Regions from separate parts of the Gossypium hirsutum genome. Here region 1 is linked to region 2. The links are chromatin contacts, called in public Hi-C maps. All regions are on one chromosome and are shown on one strand. Each heading gives the region's core, a stretch centred on a gene start, on an enhancer-like site or on the middle of the called end of the contact. The rest is flanking DNA. Distances are from core to core; before and after follow the strand shown. Region 1 holds the start of LOC107901837 (pterin-4-alpha-carbinolamine dehydratase 2, mitochondrial). Region 2 holds the start of LOC107938542 (integrin-linked protein kinase 1).

Evidence for each region. A called contact is a pair of places that touch in the nucleus more often than the background predicts.
Region 1: a Hi-C map of leaf shows a contact between it and region 2, with 1.7 times the contacts expected there. The contact joins the promoter of LOC107901837 here to the promoter of LOC107938542 in region 2. A contact is called at or near these places in 2 of 34 Hi-C or Micro-C datasets (both in leaf).

What each region holds. Positions count from the first base shown.
Region 1 is chrD06:51,398,652-51,403,403 of Gossypium_hirsutum_v2.1, forward strand. LOC107901837 (pterin-4-alpha-carbinolamine dehydratase 2, mitochondrial) reads left to right here and starts at 2,434. Exons shown (of 7, transcript XM_016827996.2): 1 at 2,434-2,714; 2 at 2,778-2,821; 3 at 3,116-3,219; 4 at 4,238-4,323; 5 at 4,395-4,518; 6 at 4,639-4,707. The coding sequence starts at 2,664.
Region 2 is chrD06:50,999,699-51,004,724 of Gossypium_hirsutum_v2.1, forward strand. It overlaps LOC107938542 (integrin-linked protein kinase 1), which reads right to left and starts at 1,648. Exons shown (of 12, transcript XM_016871733.2): 1 at 946-1,648; 2 at 790-864; 3 at 608-703. The coding sequence starts at 1,266.

The sequences.
Region 1 (4,752 bases), core at 1,184-3,683, 400 kb after region 2:
GTTTTTAATAGAAAAAATTGATGAAAATTTTAATAAAAATATTAATTTGTTCTTTGATGTAATATACAGGGACTTATTTGTCCAAATTTAAGTAAAATGATCAAAATATAATCTGACTCCTTATACAAAGATTTTCGTGATATTTTTACTTCTTTTTGACTTTCAAGATTCAATATTATTTTTAAACCTAATTTGAACATCAGTTAATAACTAGACGATATTATTTTAAATTATCACTAAATGATATTGTTTTTAAAATAATATTACATTTATCTTTCAAAAATTAAAGTAACTAATATTAAAATGTATTTTAGTAATATCTCAATTGAGTTAATGCTTAAGCTCGGAGTTACTCTAACAACTAATTTTATTTTTAAAAGAAGTTTCTTTAAATATGTATTTTAAATTATAAAGTTAGTGAATTGACTCCACAAAATGTTATAATAAATATTTTATAGGAAAATATATACTCTTAATTTTTTTTTCTTTTCAAATTTCTTTTATTTTCCACTTATATTTTTTAAAATTTTTACAAGATATGTAAACTATATTTTAATACTTTTTTAATTTGGCAACATCACCTTTTCTTTATCAAATTTATTGGTTAATCTCTAAAAAAAAATAAGATTGTGATTTTACTTGTGATGGAGGTTTTTTTTTTTTTGCAAAGTTCAGTTTTTTTTATTAATTAAGTAATTCTAAGATGTTGATTTTGTATGAGATTCTTAGCTTCTTAATTCGGTAATAAATTTTAGATTTGTATTAATATAAATCCTTGAAGAAATTAAGATTTGGTCGTGTTTATAATATTGAATTTCTCAAATAATAATTAGAAATATTTAATATTTTTGTTTAGAAATTGTTGTTGCTAGTGTGAATTTCGTGTTTGTGTTAATCTTGTGTTTGACATATTGCATTCTTGTGACCTCAAAAAGCACTCGTGTGGTTTTTATTTTTGTGAAAACCTACTACTTTTTTAATACAATGCTTAAAATTACGTATAATCCTTCTCAACCCTTAAATACTAGTTATATGTTAGCTTCATAAAAAAAATAATGAATTCATTTTTGCATTCTCAATTTATTTTATATTTCATATAATTTGTCATAATTATTATATTTACTAAGTTAGCATTTGATAAACGAAAAAAAATTGAATAATGAAAAATTAAATACTGAACTTTTAGTATAGAAATTTATAAATATTAAATTTATATTATAAAATTGTTTGGTATATTAGTTAAAATTAAAACTACATATAATTATATTATTTGATAATAGTAAATATTGATTTTTGAAAATTATTTATTTCATATTTTTTAAAACATTGATAAGAAAAAAATAATTCAACAGTTTCAATACATTAGAAAGTATGATGGACAATTGTGAAAAGTTGCGAGTTATTGGAATTTATTTGATGTACTTTTTCTTTTAATTATTATTTTAATAAATTTGTAATGCTTTTACATTTAACTATATTATACATTGATTTATCAAGTATTAATATTATAAATTAATTTATATGATTTTGTTAAAGGTTTTAATATTTTTTAAAAGTTTGACCTATGTTCCAATTTTTTTGATACTGTACTTATTGCTTAATTAACTTGTGACATCAACTTAATAAAGCGTTTAATGTAAGGATAAATAGATAATGTCATATTTATTTTCAAAAAATAAAGTAACAAACGTTAAAAGGATACTGTAGTAAAATCCCACTAAATTGATGCTTAATTGACTTGTGATATTACTCAGTAAAGGACTAAAAATATAAATACAAATATATAGATAATTAAATTTTATTTATTAAATTCAATCTATTTTATTTGATGTATTTTTTAATTTTAAAATAATAATAAAATGCAATTTGATTACTTTTTCTTATTAATTTATCATCATTAGTTTTTAAAATGATTATGTTTTCCTAAAGGGGAGGGATCCATTCATATCGATGTAAAATTAAAGTAATTTTATATTATTTTGTATCATTTTATACGACTAATATTTTAACGATCTAACCGTTAAATTTATTGATATAATTGTACAAATCTCAAATTGATCCGATATCTCTATTACATCTATCTAAAATATTATATATATATATATTAATATTTATTGAATGATTAAAAGTTTTTTTTGCGTAAAATAAATAGTTATAAAATTTTAATTTACATCAAATCTGACATGCATAATTTATATGAATGAAATATAAAATATGATGGATGAATCATTAAAATATTAGTGGTACAAAGAGATACGAATTAATTTTACTTACACCGACATAAACTGATTTCTCTCATTTTTGCTAAAATATTTAAATTTGTTAGGTTTGATATAACCGCATTTAAAATAAATTTTATTAATTAAATATTTTCAAAAGAATTTTAAAGACTTACGAAGTCAAATGTTTTGAATTTAGGCACAGTACTCGCTTCACTTGAGTTAAAATATAATTTCAAATTATGCGAGTTGGTCCCTATTATTTTGAAAAAAAATATATTTAGCAGTATAAACTTGGGAAGGGGAGGCGAATGTATGTTGTAGATAGTACAAGGAGGGACCAAATAAAAAATTCGAGGACCCTTCTTTTTAATTTTTGGGGGTTTTTTTGGATTCTTAATGGGGGGTTCAAAATTAAAACGGAAGCATCGTCAAGATTGACAAATGATCGCACGAATGCTACGAACTCCGTTTCTCTCACTTTCTAAATTTCAGGTGCACTTACTCTTTCATACATTCCAATCTCTCTTTCTCTTTTTCATTTAATTTTTATTTCAGGTACCTCTTGTTTCACTTCCAGTCCTTCTTGGATCTCATGGACGGTAATTTTTATTCCTTTTAGTTAGAGATTGAATATTTATTGCTGCTTTTAAGCTTACATGTAGGTTCCCCCCCTTTTTTTTTTCTGGTTCATAAAAACTTAGTTCCTTGAAGTTAAATCTTAATCCAGAGTATCGGCTAATTTTTTTTTATTTTAAATAGTATCTAGCTGGATTTGATATTAGTTTCTATTGTAATGTTGGAATAATAGTAATGGGAATCGTAATTAAAGTCGTTTCAGTTTAATTTGTTAGAGAATTTTCTTGTATGAAGATGCATTTTGTATTTATATGCAGTTGCGGTACACAAGTGATTGAGAATAATCGTGATCCTACTGGGATTTCATCAAATAAGATTTCGGTTTATGGATTTAGAATGTTTTTCACCGCCACTGCTAAAGGTGCGTAGAGACTGATGACGGTAGACCATCATCATATGATGTTGATAGTATGAAGCAAAGCCGCGTTACTCTTGACCTGTTTCTGGTGTTTTTGATTTGTTATCATGGCAGTATACCATTTTGGCCAAGATTTAACACCTTCCCTTCTCACCCTTTATGGAAAAGGAAAACTGAATGCATTTTTAGTTTATTATATCCCCGAGAATGGATTGTTAGCATTTTGTTGAAACGTCAGTTAAAAGGGTTTTAGATTAGACTGCTTTTTAATTAGTCTTACATGGGAAGTGATGCAATCTTAGTTCAATGGTTAAATTTATTTCTTATGTCATCTTCTTTGATAATATGTGTATTCTATTCTTTCATGTTCTTTCTTATTGTAGAAATTAAAACCAATCTCTTTTGCAGCCTAAGGCTCTCTTGACTTCTCTCTTTATTATTCCATGCTGCATATTATTTATTTTCTTAGGACCAAAAGAATCCACTGCTCTTGCCTCGTCATATGATCTTGCACTTTTTTTTTTCTGAATATGTTGAGTTTAAAATATAGGATTGAACTTCATTAGCTGATGTTGAAGTGAATAAATTGCCTGGGGTTGGTCGCAGGGGTGAAGCCTGAAACTTGCTTTAGGAGGCCAAAGTGCAGTTTTACTATTATACTAATTTGTAATTTTTTGTAAATTTGAAAAGGTTAAATAGCAGATTTACCATTTTTAGGGGGGGCCAGGGCCACTGCCTGCCTCCCTTGTCTATGCCCCTGGTTGGTCGATTTCCTTAAAAAAGTTCATTTTTCTTGGAACCATCCTTGTTTTATGAGGTATTAGGAGATTAAACCTGTACATATGCTGTGATATGTAATTACTCTTTTCCTCACTTTTTGGTCTGTTTTTTTTTTCTGCGGATTGCAGTTGCAGCTGTGCTACGTATTGGCTTTCATTGTTGTCTAATGTTTTATGAGGAAATTAGATTTGATCATGATGGATACTTCTTATTGCCTCATCTGGTTGATTGGTTTTGTTAGATTTGTCAGCTAAGAAGTGCGTGCCATGCAACACAAAGGATCTACGGGCCATGACTGAAGAAACTGCAAGTAAACTAATTCCAAAGGTATTTTTCTAAATGTCTATTAATGTCTTATTATATAAACCAAAATTTTTTACTCTTTTAGTTTTGACCAGGTGGATGGTTGGAATTTGGCAAATGAAGGGGGTACATTGAAGCTAAAAAGGTCTTGGAAAGTTAAGAGTTTCACCAAAGGACTGGAGATGTTTCAGCTTATATCTGATATTGCTGAAGCAGAAGGTACATTGTGTTATGTTTTTTACTCAATACAGGTCTCTAATGAGAGGGAATGACTGTAATTGACTTGCTTGGTGATTTTGGTCATTGCTTGGATGAGTGAAAGTGTTCTCCCTAATGCAGGCCATCATCCAGATCTGCATCTGGTCGGATGGAACAATGTAACAGTTGAAATATGGACGCATGCTGTTGGTAATAATTTCTTGTCCTTGAAAAGACTAAATTTCTGTTCTTCAT
Region 2 (5,026 bases), core at 398-2,897:
CCTAAAACTATGCATAATCCCTCTCCAACCCTGAGGATAAGCACATTTGAACACACATCCTCCTATACTGGCAACAATACTGTTGCCAACTGAGCTAAGACTTGGTCAGCATTTCTATTATCTACTTATGTATTCACTTATAAAATAAATTTATTTATCATTTTAAATGAAAAAATAATTAAAAACCTTTAAATGAAACAAAATAGAAAATTAGAAATAGCCAAGTGTTGAAAATTTAAAGAACGAAAGCAAGGGTGAAAATGGCAAGGTGAGTGCGATTGGAGGGAATTCTCCACCAGACCCAAAAGGGTCCAGCTGTCCAGTGAAATTGCAGTATGTTAGAATGGTCTCCACCGTGCTGCCCTCGTAATCAGAACAACAATTCGGGGCGATGGAAGATCAATTACGCCGTACCGGGCGCCCAGTTAAACGTACACTGAGAAACAGGTCCAAACCAAAATTGTTCTCCTTATGAATGCAAATGTAACCACTATTAGCAAGTCCCCAGGACTTGATGAATTTCCCAATAAAAGTAGTCCTTGACATGACTATGATTTAAACAATTACGAAACCATGATCAGTTACATATAATAAAATAAGAGATTACCTTTGTAATGTTGATGCTGTTAGTAAAATCAAGTTCTTTTGGATCAATCTCATATTCTGGAACTTCACGCGCGTGATTTACATGCATTGGAGCCATCTAAGATTAAAATTCAACAAGCAACATAAATAGAAAAATCAGCAAAGGAAAAAGATTTCCAAATAGAAAATGCAAAAGGAACTTACAAAAGGCTTAGCTCCATGTTTCTCCAGAAGTTTAATCACATCATGATTCTTATAATATACAGCATCCGCCAAAGGCTATTTAACCAAAAATATATATATTAGAGAAAAAAAATAGAAAAAGAGCAAAACAGGAGGCAATTTTGGTTTTTTGCTTACAGTGCTTCCCCATCGATCTGTAGATTCGACGTCAGCGCCGCGCTGAAGGAGCAAGGAAACGACATCGGTCTGTCCTTGACAAGCTGCAATATGGAGAGCCGTCCGATCATCGATGTCGCGGAAATTAACATTGATCCCCGAGTCCAAGAGCTCGCGAATGCCGTCCAAATCACCTTCGTTGGCCAAGTACATCAACCTAACTCCTTCGTCTATCTCCTCTCCTTCCTCGTTCTCTTTCCCATCCGCTTCGCCTCTGTCTCTCTCCGGAGCCATCGACGATTGCTTCCCTAATGTAAACCTCACCGCCGCTTTGTTTTCCATCACTTAACAAGAACAAGAAAATCAAAGAAAAGATAGCTACTTCTCTTCGTAAATCCAAAATAAGTATGATCTTCAATTTGATTAACGCTTAATTAGAGAAGAATTAAACAGAACTAGGATCTGACGTGTAGATTTTTACAATGAAAGTAGATTGAGAGATTTTGGGGAGGTTTTATATAGAGTTCAAACCCAAAAAAAAAAAAGGAAAAGAAATGAAAGCTGAAGTTTCAGTATTGGTTAAGGTAACGTATTTTCCTAAGGGGCTGTGGTATCCACTCGCTGTAGATGCGTGAGAGTAATTTCGGCGACGTAGCGGAGGATAGGAGACAGTTGACTAACTTATGATGGGAAGTTAACGCGCTCCGTTAAGCGGAACAATAACAAAACGAAATGGGAAAACGACGACTTTATACTTTATTAGATATTTGCGGAAAGGGGTAAAGAAATCACCGCTAATTCATGATCAGACAGTTTTAGTGCAGATGAGCCGTGTGTAGGGGACCACATATTTTAACAAAAAAATAATTGCACTCGTACATCTCAAAACAAATGTCTCAATTGAATTTTTAAATGAAAATATTATTCCAATCAATAAAATAATTTATTTATTTACAAAAATTATCTAAGTCAAAAATTATATAAGTAAATGAAGCATTTTTCATCGTGATCATCAATGTCACTCGATTAGCCAATCATCAATTTTTTCTAAAAATATTTTTTTGAATGTTGTCACTACATTAGGCGACATCAATATATATTTTTTAAAATGTTTGTTAAAAATGTGGGTATACAAGGAAGGTGACATAAGGTTTTTTTTTAAAATATTTTTAGGTGTCATCATCATGTTAGATGACACCAACAATATTTTTAAAAAAATCATTGTAGAAAAAGTGGTTCAAAGTTTTGGTCATTGATTTAGAATATTTAAAGTCAGCTATTAGGAGATCAGAACCGTAGAAGTCAACGAGAAAGAGAAAATATCTTCTTTGATGTTGAAATCGGTATGAAAGACCACTATAAACGGCGGCATCGGTGGTTATTAAATACGACGACTAGAGTTTTCAATTGAGGAAAAAAAAAAGAGAAATAAAAAATATAAAAAAAAAAAAGACAACTTAGTACATAGAAAAAGAAGAGAAATTTGAATGGGAAAGGAAAATAGAGTATATGAGAAATAGAAAATCAAATATGGGAAAAGAAATATAATAACATATATTGAAAATAGAGATATGAAAGGGAATTTAATATTTTATGGAAAATACATATCTCTATTTTTTATATATGTTATTCTCTTTCCTTTCTCATATTTGATTCTTTATTTTCCATGTATGTTATTCTCTTTGTTTTCCAATATTTGATTTTCCATTTCCTATTTCTATTTTGCATATTTGTTATTCTCTTTTCTTCCCATATTTGATTCTCTATTTTTCATATATGTTAGTATCTTTCTTTTCTCATATTTGATTCTTGTTTTCCATAAAATATTCAATTCCTTTTTATATCTTTATTTTACATATTTGTTTTTCTTTTTCTTTTCCCTTTCCCAGATTTGTCTTTCTCTCTCTCATCCCTCTATATTTCTCTCATATCTCTTTCTTTCTCACTCTCATCTCATTGAAGATTATATTTTTTGAAATAATACTTCATCCACTGATGGTGGCATAAACAAGTCAAGAAAACAAGAACCACCTATGAAGCAAGCATCAGTCACGGGCTTCTCCTTTTATTATTTTTTTATTTTTTATTATTTCAATTGTTTCTTTTCAGCTATTTTTCTATTTCACTTTTTTTTAATTCTCACCGCCTGATAGACCAACAGTACTTATTAAAAAAATTCTCTCCTTGAATACTCGTATTTTTTACGAATATTTTGAAAAATATATACTAGAACCGCTTGACATAGTGGCAGCATCCAAAAAAATTATTTTTTAAAAAAAAACCGATAATTGGCTAATGATGAGGGGGCAGTGCCGCCCGTCGTTCACTGTAGAGAACGAATAATTTATGTACATAAATTTTAACTTGAATCATTTTCGTAAATAATTAATTTCTTTAGGTTAATTACCTAAAAAAGCCTCATATTTTTCATTACTCTACTGTGAGCTTTGGTTTTAAATGTTTATTTGTATTTCGTTTTATTCTTTTTTTCACACACGTATAAATTAAGAAACAGACGATATTTTAAGAAATCGATTGTAATGTTTTAAATTTTAAGCACTAGTTTAAAATTTGGCTCATAATTTGAATACATTTAGTGTAGTTAATCCAAAAAAGTTAGTTGAACCACGTGGAACACTTATTTTGGTGATCTGAATTAGGTGTGATCGAGTATACGGGACAATTGGTATGTGCTTAAACTATTCAGTTTAGCCGACGTTTGAAAAAGCCATCATCAAAAATGTAGATAAGGCAGAATTTAATGATGTTGGGAACAAATACAAGTGGGTGGGATATTGTATTTGTGTATATATAAAATATATTATGCTTGGATCCGCAAGTTGGAAATACATTTTTGTAAGGCAGAGTGGTATACTGTGAATTTTGGATGGTGTTCTGAATAAGTACTAAGTACGTGTTATACCTTACGTCATGGATTTTGTGAATTTTATAGTGTATCTTGTGAATCCGGTCGTGTATTTATAAAGAGCTGAACATATTTCTTTTTAATGAAATTAATTATATTGTAAACTTAGGTTAGTTCACAAATCCCAACTCGGAGAACTTTGGAAAGGGATAGTTCCACTGATACCATGTGAGGGACATGTTGAGATCCAAAGTAATTGATTATTAGTCGCCCTAATCTGTCTCATCCTAGGACATCAAGTCACGTCACCGTCACTGCCAAGGATATCAAATCAAGCTTCCACGTCAGCGTTCTTAGCTGCGTTCTTAGGACACATAGCTAAGTTTGTTCCCCACTATAAAAATGTCATGCAAACAAATTACGTGCGACGCTCCTTCTTAATCTCCAATTTTTTCTCGAAAATAGAAATCTCTCTTAGACCTTCACCCTTCTCTCCTTTATTCTACCTTCAACTTCTTACCTTGTTCACCTCACGAGTTAACATTTGGTGCGATGAGCGTAGACTTATATGATGCATCCAGGTAGTAGTGATCCTCCTAGCACTGAGTTTGATCCTACTAATGATCAGGTTACAAACCCTATTGGTCATAACACTGGAGCAAATATGGAGCAGACCAAGAAATCAAACCAAGACCCATTGCATTCTGGTCAGCAATATCCCCCACAAAACCGAAACCAACAAAATCCATACCATCACTTTTACCAATATCCTCTCATGGTATTATAACCTATAACAATCTATTTTTCAGTGGTGTCGGAAACAATAATTTCAGAATCACAATTTCGACAAGTGAGTCCGTAGATATATTTAATTGATATTTATTAGTTAAATATAGTATAATAATGAAATGTGATTTAATAGATTTTATTAATTGGTCAATTAGTCAAGGTACAAGTGGTGTGTACCGAAAGTCAGTGGTTTTGGAAATGAGGTATCGAGACCTCGTTTTCATAAACTGAGCTCATAAATATTATTTTTGAATATTTATGGGGCTATAGTATAGGTGGATTAAAGTTTGGTTTGATAAATTAGCAAACTTGATAGTTAATTAAAAAAGGACTAAATTGTAAAATTCGTAAAAGTTAATCCTATTTGATTTTTAATAGCTATGAGGGTTTAAAACGTAAATGTTTAAGTTCAAAAGTGGCAAATAACCACTCTTGTATAGTAGTGGA